Regions from separate parts of the Zea mays genome. Here region 1 is linked to region 2. The links are chromatin contacts, called in public Hi-C maps. All regions are on one chromosome and are shown on one strand. Each heading gives the region's core, a stretch centred on a gene start, on an enhancer-like site or on the middle of the called end of the contact. The rest is flanking DNA. Distances are from core to core; before and after follow the strand shown. Region 1 has its middle 9.2 kb from the start of LOC109942409. Region 2 holds the start of LOC100192495 (Protein LIGHT-DEPENDENT SHORT HYPOCOTYLS 5).

What was found. A called contact is a pair of places that touch in the nucleus more often than the background predicts.
Region 1: a Hi-C map of tassel shows a contact between it and region 2, with 3 times the contacts expected there. The contact joins the enhancer-like site here to the promoter of LOC100192495 in region 2. A contact is called at or near these places in 4 of 25 Hi-C or Micro-C datasets (ear, endosperm, leaf and 1 more).

Annotation. Positions count from the first base shown.
Region 1 is chr9:116,648,275-116,654,147 of Zm-B73-REFERENCE-NAM-5.0, forward strand. No RefSeq gene overlaps it. Among protein-coding and RNA genes, the nearest start is that of LOC109942409, 9.2 kb to the left of the region's middle. Within about 2 kb of position 2,642, at least 19 of the 20 cell types and tissues checked have an H3K27ac peak or open chromatin away from gene starts, as enhancers often do. A contact at or near this core is called in ear, endosperm, leaf and 1 more, where this site is marked.
Region 2 is chr9:116,554,805-116,560,629 of Zm-B73-REFERENCE-NAM-5.0, forward strand. LOC100192495 (Protein LIGHT-DEPENDENT SHORT HYPOCOTYLS 5) reads right to left here and starts at 2,563. Exons shown (of 2, transcript NM_001137715.1): 1 at 2,261-2,563; 2 at 551-1,736. The coding sequence starts at 1,709. The coding sequence ends at 876.

The DNA of each region.
Region 1 (5,873 bases), core at 1,392-3,891, 94 kb after region 2:
CAGAGTAGTGATCTAAGGAACGATAATGGTATCTTGTTAAAGTTATGAAAAGGATTAATAAAAGAGTAAGCAACACCCAAGAGAAAGCGGCCATTGGAGAACGGACAAGTGAATTATACCAATTGGTGTCATGATAATTTGTTCTCCAAGTGGTATCAATAAAATAAAATAAAATAAGAAATGCAACCACAACAAGAGTTAGTGTGCACTTGATTTTAAGTGGTATTCAAATCATATGGGTGAAGAATGGAATTCAATTATTGACATTGTTCTTCACCAAGCTATTTAAATGGGCATCACATTGCTACCGTAGAGTTAAATTGGAACCTTAATGACTGTTCTCTACTCCAAGATAGCAAATGTATTATCGTAACACACGTGACCATTTTATCTGTCGCTAGTTTGCAGTTTCTAAGGTGCATCTGAATCGAAGGAGATTAAGACTATCTCCAATAGAGTCTCTATCTTACTCACTATTTTAAACTACACTCTCTATAAATAGTACAAATGTACCGTGTAAAACAGTACTTTTCATGGCCGTTTACACGGCCTGCTAGAGATGATCTAAGAGAGATTAAATCTCTTTCTACTCAATGTTCATTGGGATATCCCCTCAAATTCACATTTAATCGAACTAGTTGCAATTGAAGTCACAGATAAAGAACCTCAGGAAAACAATCAAGTTCCAGACGAGAATCCTATATAGACCGAGGTGTGGCGATGAGACCATGATATTTTTGGGTGGCACAGCGCTGCAGCCAATTTGTCGTCGTGGCAGCATCGCGCGAGGGTGGTGGAGACAGGAGACGTCGCGTCACCGACGGCAGCACGCTCAGGCGAATGAATGCCCATCCGCCGCGGTGCTGCCATTTCCCCTGGTCGAGCGATCCATTCCATCGTCGGGCGGCAGCACCCGGCCGGCCACGCCCATCGTCCGTGGATTGGACGTGTACGTTGATGTGCCATGCATGCCAAACAGTCCTCCTCCTCGCGATGTGAGGGACTTCCGAAGCAAGCGTCGGTTGGCGGTTGCCCTGACTGACGCCGCGTCCGGCTCATGCATGGCAAGGCAGTACAAGAAGAAGAACAGCTGCACCGTCATCCGGGCAGAGAAAGGGAGCAGTCGTCGTACTGAAAAAGGCGAGCGATGAGAAGAGGTCGTCAAGAGGAGAGCCAGCATGTATGCAGCACCAACTCAAGGACGACTGAGACCGGCAACATTATTATTAGCAACTCGTAATAAAATTAAACACAAAGCTAGACCAGCAGGCGCTATGTACAGTATCGAAGATGCGTGTATCGCATATGAATATGAATATATGTGTCGATAATTAAGCTAGAGAAGGTCAGATGCGCGTAAGAGCTCTTGATATATATATAGTAGAAGCCAGAGGCAAGTAAAAGATCATAGAGTAACAATGAAAATTGCAATGTGACGAGATCATAGAGTTAACCCCGATAGCTATATATAGCTAATCTTGCCTGGTTTGTCGCTTGCTGCGCTGCGCTTACCTGGACAAAGACGTCTGGTCCTTTGTTGACGATTTATTGGTCCGGATTATATTTGTGCGTGCTTCGACGTACTGGTGGATTGGTTTTCTTCAACAGCCGTACGTGGCGTTGCACTGTTTGTCATACAAGGCACGCAGCATATATATGGTACCATGCATGCATGATCAGTCAAGGACGCTCGCACACCATCTGCTGCCGGCCGCGGCCACGCACGTCGACGTCGGTGTGTCGATCGAGTACAGTACAGTACAGCACAGTAGGCTTTTTTTCTTAAAATTGCACGCCCAACATACGACATAATCCGACGAGGACACCGTGCACACCCTCGTCCGACGTCAACATCATCGTCGTCCAAGGAGAAAATGATCCCAACGCACCTGAATTAATTTGAGATACAGAAGGAGCACCACGTACGGCTAAACAAGCACATATACTCACGTCGCATGTACGTACGTACGTACGCATACACGCGCGCCGTACGTACGTACGTAGAATACAATACACACACGTCGATGGGTACAGCGTACGGCTGGCCACGTACACCACACGCGTGCCCGTGCCGGCGGATGCGGCATGCAAGCAAAGCAAACAAAACAATAATAATGCCGCGTGCATGTGCCGGTGTGTGGAAAAGCAGCAGATCATCGCAGCACTTTCCTGATGAGTCGTCTCGTCTCCTCAGCCCAGCAGCTCCCTGTCTCTCTCTCTCTCTCTCTTCTTTCTCCAGCTGCCGGTCGGCCGGCCATTTTTGACCTGCCGACAGCGCCCTGCGCATGTGCACGCGCGACGAAGCGCAGGAGCGGCGACGCAGGGCAGTGCGTGTGCGTCCATTGCATATTTGCATTGCATTGCACGCACGCGTGTGCACAGGCCTGAATCGCCTGATGAATGCTTGCAGCTGACCGATCAGATCATACCAGACCAGCCGTACGTCAGCCAGCGTCTGCCCCGTCCACGCCGTTTCGCTTCCGGCCTCCCTTTCCATGCGATCGAACACGAACGCGAATGCCTTGCCTGTACATGTCAGCCTTAAATTTCCCCTGGAGGCCTGGACCAAACTGCTCGTCCATGTCCATGTCCATGTCATCATCCTGGCTCATGGCCTCATGGGGTCAGGTTCAGGGTCTTGTCCTCTAAAGTTCCTCGGGCCTGCGTGCGCTTGGAAGGCCGTGCATGTGACTGTGTCCCTGTCCCAGCCCAAGCGCAAGCGGGCCCATATTTTTTTTGTCGGTTGCGTCGTCCCATCTGCTTGCTCCAGTTAAAACCTGATATGGCAGCCTAATTAAGACACGTGCGAGCCCAGGATTAGTACGCGCTCACTGTAGCTTCTAAGCGTTGCCGCTTTCTTCACAACCATTGAATACGTGAGACGGACTCATGGACACGTACGATGACCATCAGGCATCAGCTCGGGTTTGGAGGCTGCAGATCTCCGAAAATGTGACTGCAACATATGGAGGCAGCAGGCTGCTGCAAGACTGCATATGCCTGCAGCCTGCCTGTTGGATTACCGTGCTACCTAACAAGGACTGTATGTCAACAAAAACTAAAGCGACTTGTTATAACTTGAAGTACAGAGCGTGCATAATTTTTTTCGTTGATTCCACCAAATTTGGAACCAGCATTTGTTTCTGCAAAAAATACTTACGTATGTTTATGCACGAGGAGCAACGGACAAAACGACGCTGAACGCGCAAACGTGAACAATGATAAAAAAGAAAATGTGCTGCTGACGCAGGCTTCGAATTCTGAAGTGGGCGAAAGGGCACTCCATCTGCGCTAATAAGGCCCGTAAAGCGATAATGTAGAAAAACTATTGGGGCTCTCTCTTGGTCCAGGCCAAATGTCAAGCACGCTTTCCTAATTTATTTTGCTCTACGTACATGTACATGTAATAACGGTATGTTTGGATTCCATGCACTAAACTTTAGCGAGATGCTAAACTTTAGCACGTGTTGAAGAAGGTGCTAAAGTTTAGCACTTTACTTATGTTTATATAGCGGTGCTAAAGGAGGGGCAGGGAGTGTTAATGAGCTAGGTGACCACTTTTAGCACAATTTAGCACCAAAGGAAGAGCTAATATGCTAATGGGTGCTAAATTTTAGCATTGCACTTTTAGTATGTTTGTTCGGTTTCATATGTGCTAAACTTTAGTAAGAAGTGTTGTGCTAAACTTTAGCACTATGGAAACAAACAAGACCTAAAATACCCCCACAATAGCCCTTGAATTAGAACCCTACTTCAAACTTGAGGGCTCCCCTCGCCTTTAAGCGATCTTTTTTTTTTTTGCCTCTAGCAAAAACCCTCAAAACTAGAGCTCTTATTTATCTAAATGGTATTTTAAAATGGTGCCCTAAGTTCTGTTCGTTTGCTCATTTATATCCTTAGTCTTGTTTTTCTTCAGTTGTTGAAGAATAAAACTGAGCAAAAATCGTGACTAAGGGTAAAAATGAGAAAAGTGGTAAAACTAAGGGTATGATTTCAAAAGGACATTCTCTGAAACCCACATCAATCATGTTGCTATTATCTTTCCTCCTTCCATCTACCATTCCTCTCCAATCTGATGTGCATGACAAAGCGGCGGTGGGTGTTGTGGTAAAAGAAAGGCTCCTGCATGCCATGCAAGACCACACCAAGAGCTCCTGTCAGGCAAGGGCCACACACGGAGGAGAAGAGCTCCCAGTAGGGAAGAACTCTAGTTGGGCATGGTTTATGCAAAGAGGAGAGGAGTTACATGGATGGGTGTAAGTGCAATCAACCTCAAAGTTGAGGGTTTTGGTGATTCAATGACAAAACAAATAAGGGCGCTAATAAGTTTTCTCCTAGTGTACTCAGTGCCTAAAGAGATAAAATGAGTAACAACTTTAGTTAAGAATTGGAAAGGGAAGTTTCAAGGACAAAGCAAATACAACAGTTGTGCCTTGAAAAGATTTCATGCGATGATCATGTAAATTTTTTTATATATCTTGAGTCACAGGATCTAATTCTTCCTTAGTAGTTTTAGCACAGGTAATAGTCTTTGCTATTGCTCAAGCCTCTAAATTCAAAACGTTATTTTTGAAATCCAAAATTCTTTGGACTCTCTCTGTGTATGGGTGTTGTTAGGATTGAGAAAAGGAGAGTGTTCCTATTGAAAAGCAGATGAACTTGACTTCAACTGAGTTGAGCTTTTCTTCAGCTGAGTTGAATTTGACTTAAGTTGAGTTGAGCTTTTCTTCAGCTGCGTTCAACTTGACTTCAGATGAGTTAAACTTGACTTCAGCTGAGTTGAGCTTTGACTTCAACTGAGTTGAACTTAACTTCAACTGTGAAACTCTCTGGTCAAAACCCGTTAAACCTGCCTCCGGGCCAGTTCAACTGGGTTTTCTCTCTTGAACTCTATAGTCAATACCAGTTGAACTGGGGCAGTTCAACTGGTCTCTGGGTCAGTTGCCTAGTCTGACCTACAGTCTGCCAGTCTGTCTATCAGCCTGCTGAAAGTCGCCTAGAGGGGGTGGATAGGCGAAAACTGAAATTTACAAACTTTAAGCACACTACAAGCTGGGGGTCAGCGTTAGAATAAAATCCGAGTCCGGGAGAGAGGGAAAAAACAAATCAACGAAGAAAATAAAGTGGATGACACGTTATTTGTTTTACCGAGGTTCGGTTCTAAAGAACCTAGTCCCCGTTGAGGTGGTCACAAAGACCGGGTCTCTTTGAACCCTTTCCCTCTCTCAAACGGTCACCTAGACCGAGTGAGCTTTCCCCTTAATCAAATGGGTCACTTAGACCCCACAAGGACCACCACACACTTGTTGTCTCTTGTTTTGATTACAAGTGTCTTGAGAACAAGATTGAGGAAGAAGAAAGCCAACCAAGCAACAAAGAAACACAAGAACGATCCTCTCACAAGTCCTAAAGACTAGAATTGAATTGGGGGCTTTGATCGGATCAGTGACTTTGATTTGTGTATTGGAGTGTTGTGTTTTGCTCTTGTATTGAATGGAGTGTGATGAATGCTTGGATTGTTGGAGTGGAGGTGGTTGGGGGGTATTTATAGCCCTCAACCACCAAAACAACCGTTAGGGGTGGCTGCTGTCGATGGGCGCACCGGACAGTCCGGTGCGCCAGCCACGTCACCCAACCGTTAGGGTTCTGACGCAGTCGACCGTTGGAGCGCTGGCTTCTGGTGGCACCGGACAGGCACTATTCATTGTCCGGTGCGCCTCTGACTTCTATTCTGACCTCTGCCGCGCACTATAGCGTTGTCAGGGCACTGTGCAGTCGACTGTTGCGCTAGAGAGTCGTTGCTCCGCTGGTGCACCAGACAGTCCGGTGAATTATAGCGGAGCGTCGTGTGAGAAACCCGAAGCTGAAGAGTT
Region 2 (5,825 bases), core at 1,313-3,812:
ACATGTTGTCAGCTTGTATATGCATCATTTATATCAAAAGAAAAAACTTCCATATGCATGCATATCATGTACCAGCATGGAGTCTTTCTTTGTGCGTTTTAAATGGCATATACCTGAAAATCGACCAAGATCGTCCATGTATACTGGAACTAAAAAAACGGTCTTTTAAGGTGGTGCTCTTAGTTTTACTGATGTTCTTATTTTTATCATTAATCGTGTTTTTTTCAATAAAGCAGAAGTATAAAACTACGCAAAAAAATGGCTAAGGATCCATAAAAATAAGGAAGTTGATAAAACTAAGGATGCATGTCATTTCAAAACAAGAGATAAGCATAAAAAAACTAAAAATGAAAGATCCAATATTAATCTCAGAGAGGGTGTAGATATAAGGCCAGTCTCCATGCAGAGTTATATGCTACGTCAGATTTTAATAACTATGCCATCAGAACCTCTTTTTTTTTTATCTCTTCATAATTAATTTGTCAAATCATGAAAGCATGAAAATATCTGGCACAAGGATCAATCACAGAGAGGAAGCAGCAATAACATTAACCTGGAAATTAAGCATTCCATTATATTATATCTCCATCATCATTGCACTGCATACACAAAACAAGCAGGATTCTGCAAACCCTACAGTACCAAGCACAGCTACTAGTACCATTTCCCAGCAGCGCAGCAGGAAATGCATGAGCATCATGTAACCAAAAGGGGGGAGATATGAGAATAGGAATAGGAAATCCTGAAGAACAGCAGCACGTACGTGTGTGTTGATCGGTTCATCTCCATCGCGACAATGAGATCGATCTTAACACTAGATAAGCACCCGGATTAATCTATTGTTTAAGCCCTACCTCGCTCGGCTATACGCCTGCCTAGTTGAACACCGACAGCGGCAGCATGCACCCCGCCGCGTGCGCTTCCGCCGCCGCCGCCATCGCCAGCGCTATCTCGTCCCCGCTGCCGGCAGCGACGCTAGCGCTGCTGCTGCTGCCATCGCCATTACCATTGCCAGCCACCGCTTCGGGGTTGCCTGGCAGCAGTCGGAACCCGTGCAGGAACTGCGGGTGTGGCATGAAGAAGTGGTGCTGGTGCCCGTGCCCGGCGTCGGGGACGTGCGCCCGCACGTCGGCCCTCTCGGCCGCCGCGTCCGAGAGGGCCGGCGTGGAGACGGGAGGGGCCTGCAACGGCGGGGTCGTCGCGGCCTGCGGCGACGACTGGGACGAGGCGGACGGCCGCTTCCGGCGCTTCTTCTCGTAGGCGATGCCGCGCGCCTTGGCCTGGCTGTCGCGGACCTCGCGGAGGTAGAGGCGCACGGCGCGGGCGCCGAAGGGGTTGGCCTCGGGCCGGCCCCCGTGCTCCTCGAAGGCGGCGCGCAGGCGGCCGATGAGCGCGTCAAGGCTGCCCCAGGCCTGCCGCAGTGGGCACGGGCACGGCGCGGGCGGCGACGGGTGGCCGAAGAAGGGGCACCCCGGCGCGTGGACCTTGGTCTTGCCGAACTGGTCGAGGTAGCGCAGGAACTCGAGCACGTGCGCGCCGCTGCACCGCGCCAGCTCCAGCGGCGGCCGGTGGTTGCGCAGGTACTGCCCGAACGTGTGCCAGTCCCGCCGCTTCTGCGACTCGTAGCGGCTCGGGCGCGGCGCCTCCGCGCCCGCCGCCGCCGCAGCGCCCGGGCTGTCGGCCGCGCCTCCTCCGACCTGCATCTGCATGTTCTTCGCTTGCTACTCGCCTCAGATCTGCATGCAGCCCGCTCGATTAGTGCGACGGCAACGCCGGGAAACGAAATATCGATTCAAAAGACTGAAGTTTTTTCGCCGCCATCACCCATGAGCGAGTTGGATTACATGCTCCTTGTAGTGTGCTACTTATAATCCTGAGCTTGTGCAGAAGGGAGAGAAGCTTTCGGAAAGTGGGAAGACGAACAAATTGCAAAAAATAAGCTCGGGATTTCGTGGTCCTGGATCCTGCTGCTACTTAATCGAGAAAAGAGGAGTAAAGAACTAGGGTTTGCAACGGGGGAGACGAGATCAGCATCAGCTGGTCCAGGGCAAGTACGGCGTCTCTGAGGGCAGCGCATCCCAAGAATTGCCTGATCTGAGGTCAGCAGCTGCAGAGCTACTGCGGCAGCCTACCTAGAGAACTGGCGGGCCGCGCAGAGTGGCTGGAGAAGGGCCAGTTGCGAGCCGAGACACGCCAATTTCAACCAGCTGCGACTGCGAGAAGAAAACAAAAGAAGAAATCACACAGCAGCCGAGCTCACCTGAGCGCCGGACCCGCCCCGGACGGCCTCGACGCCCCGCGCTGGGCTCTGGTCGATCAGGCGGCGGCGCCGAGACGGGACGGGAGGCTGAAGCAGATGCGGTTTCCCTTTCTGGCGAGAGCTAGCTGCAGGAGGCGAGACCGCGAGAGAGACGACGAGGAGTGGTTACTACTGATGGAGGACCGAGGACGGGACGCTGGTGGCGATAGATAGGGTGGGCGTATATAGCTGGAGGCTAGACGCTGAGGGCGAGGACGGAGCTGCAGCTACCTGCCTGCAGCGTCGATCCGGTGGAGGAGGAGAGGCTGGCGGACGCGGCCGACCGGGCGGTGACCCCAATCATTTATGGCCACGGCGGGTGCAACAGTGCTCGCTCCGGAGGTAGGCGTAGCATGTATGCGTCCCTTGTCGTCTCGTCTCGTCTCGTCTGTCTTGGCGCACGCTGCTTGACCTACGTACGTACGCCAATACATGCGCGCGTCTAGTACATGCGCCAGGTTTCACTGTCCATCTATTCTTCTAGCTTGAGCGCAAATCCGTAGTGTACGTATGACTTGGGTCTAGCACTACCATGTCGGGGATGAAATTGGAAATAGGTTTGAACGCCCCTTGTTAGGCTATCTCTAGATTATATTTCAAACTCAATTAAAGTGCAAAAAAAAAAATGTTTCGTACGGTCGTATATACTCGATCTGCTGACTATAGTCTCCCAACATCAAGTGTTTTCTTAGGCAAATTAAATTTACTGATTTAGCCACTCCATAAAATAGATTTTACAAAAAAGAAGTCGACTATTTCAATAGACTCTGTAACTTCAGAACTCTATATGGCGAGTCAAATCCAAAAAATAGATAGCGGAGGTGTAGACGATGGATAGATGCTAAATTTGAAGAGCCATTTATAAAGTCTATCGGAGATGTTTTCTTCTAATAATAGCTAAACTTATCTTTACAAAATGATCTGTCTAGTTTCTTGGACTAGTTTGTTGGAGTCGCTCTGAGCTGTAGTAATTTAAAATGAAGTTACTACTCGTTTCTTCTAAAAAAACACAATTCTTGATCACCTTTTGGGAGTAAAAAATGTATCATTATGTTGCAATGGAAATGAGATATGACCAATCCTAATAAATTAAACGTGGCTTAAACTTTAATGATAAACAAAAAAATGTTGTGCAGTTAAGCTGATCATAACGTAAACTTACTTTGGTCCAAAAAAATCATTTTTAAGCTCGTTCTTACAAAGTCCACCGATTTACTAAAACCAAATAAAAGACAAAACTTAACGAATTCGTATTGTATTCGGCCGAACTAACTGTGCATCCGACATAGGCCAAACCGCCAAAGGCCTGGAAACCTAGGAGTGGGCCACGAATTTGCCATGACGCACGGCCTGGAGTAGCAGCCAACTTCACATTAGTATTTTGATCTTGAACGAACAACATGAATGACTATAAACACAACTCGCAAGTCTCAAGCTCTCTTTGAATTCATCTAAATCCAAGAATGCATGACCATTGGACGATCTGCTTAGCAAAACTCTAGAGCAAACCACTGACGACACACAACATCAGCAGCAACACACATGGATGGACTGACATGCAATGGAAGATCTCTATAGAGTCGCCCTTTGCAAATCTGACCGTACAAACAGTTAGAACGGGAAACAGTAACATACACTACTACAATTTGTCTCTATACAAGCGGTAGACTTTTTACATCACAGGCGGTTCGGTTAGAAAACCGCCTGGGATGTCCCAGGCTATTCGGACCGCCTGTGATGTATTAGTATCACAAGCGGTTTTTGTTTCGAACCGCTTGTGGTGCTCTATTCTTTTCACAAACGGACCGTAATGAAAAACCGCATGTGATTGTGATTTGATTACCATATTAATATTTTAATTTTTAACAGAAATATGAAAATACAATTTAAATGAATTAATATTTTAATTTTTAACAGAAATATGCAAATACAATTTAAATGAATTAATATTTAATTTTTAACAGAAATATGCAAATACAATTTAAATGAATTTTAATAGCACACATAGATAACTAGAGAGATTTTAAATTAATTGGCAACCACAATGCATAGTCGATCATACATGCTAACAAATACAATTTGATTCATATAATTTTTCATGAACTACCATTTTTCCGCATGTATGGCTTTAAGTTCTTATCAATTTTCTTTTCCACACGCTTGATTCTCTCTGGACCGTTAAAGACGAACATCTCTTCATACTTATTGTATTCCTCATCTCCGTCTCTCACATTCTCAGCTCCAACAATTTTTTGCTTTCCAGAAATAACTACATGCATCTTCTCATCTGCTGGATCGAGTACATAGAACACTTGTGCAACACATTCGGCGAGAACCCACGGGTCATCTTTATATCCTACTTTCTTTAAGTCTACCAGTGTGAGTCCGTAGTTATCCACTATCACCCCCACGGGATGTTGTACCCATTGGCACTTAAATAAGGGTATTTTCATGCTTGGGCCATAATCAAGTTCCCATATTTCCTCTATGAATCCAAAATATGTGGTCTTCTGTCCATGTAGGTCAAAAGCATCGATACGAACACCGCTATTTTGTGCAACACTTTTCATGTCTTTTGATTTAGTATAGAATGTGTACCCATTGATGTCATATGCTTGCCATGATGTCACAAAACACGATGGCCCAGAAGCTAAATTCTTCATTGTTTTCTCTTCCAAAGAGTCTCCGAATGGGATGTTTTTGTCCATTAACCATTCACTGAAACGATGTTTGTGCTCCCTCATGATCCAGTCCTCTGTGTGGTTCTGATTTTCTTTACGAAGCTCATCCAGGTGTTCCTCTATGTAAGGCTCGGCTATCGTGAGATGTTGTAGTACACTACCATGAGCACAATGTACTAGCTTGTAATCCTCAACGCGAAAAGTTTTCCTGCCCATTCTCCCTCTCCCACATAGTTTACCCTCATGTTTAGGTACAGGCACACCTATCATTGTTCCGTCACTGATGTAATCTATACAACTGTCAATCACTTCTTCTGTAGTGTATCCCTCCATGATTGAACCCTCTGGGTGAGCGCGATTTCGCACATAACCTTTTAATACTCCCAGGTATCGCTCCAACTGAAACATATGATGTAAATATAGTGGCCCTAATATTTTTATCTGATCCACGAGATGTATGATTAGGTGTACTTGCATATCAAAAAATGATGGAGGAAAACACATTTCAAGCTTGCACATAGTCTCGATGATGTATGCCTTTAGATAGTCCAAGTCTTCTAAAGCTATTACTTTTTGTGAAACCGCATTGAAAAATTAACACAAGCGTGTGATGACAACTTTGACATGCTCTATTTCGAGGGCTCTTACCGCAATTGGGAGGAACACTGTCATAAAAAAAACAAGAACCGTCTTTCCTAAACAAGTTTCCCACTATAAGGCTTCGGTGCACCTTCACTTTCCAGTTCATTGTCAAATTCCTCTTTCATCTTTCGGTACTTATGCTGCTTCATCAAGAACCGTCTGTGTCCCATGAACACCAACTTCTTGGATGATTTAAGGTACAT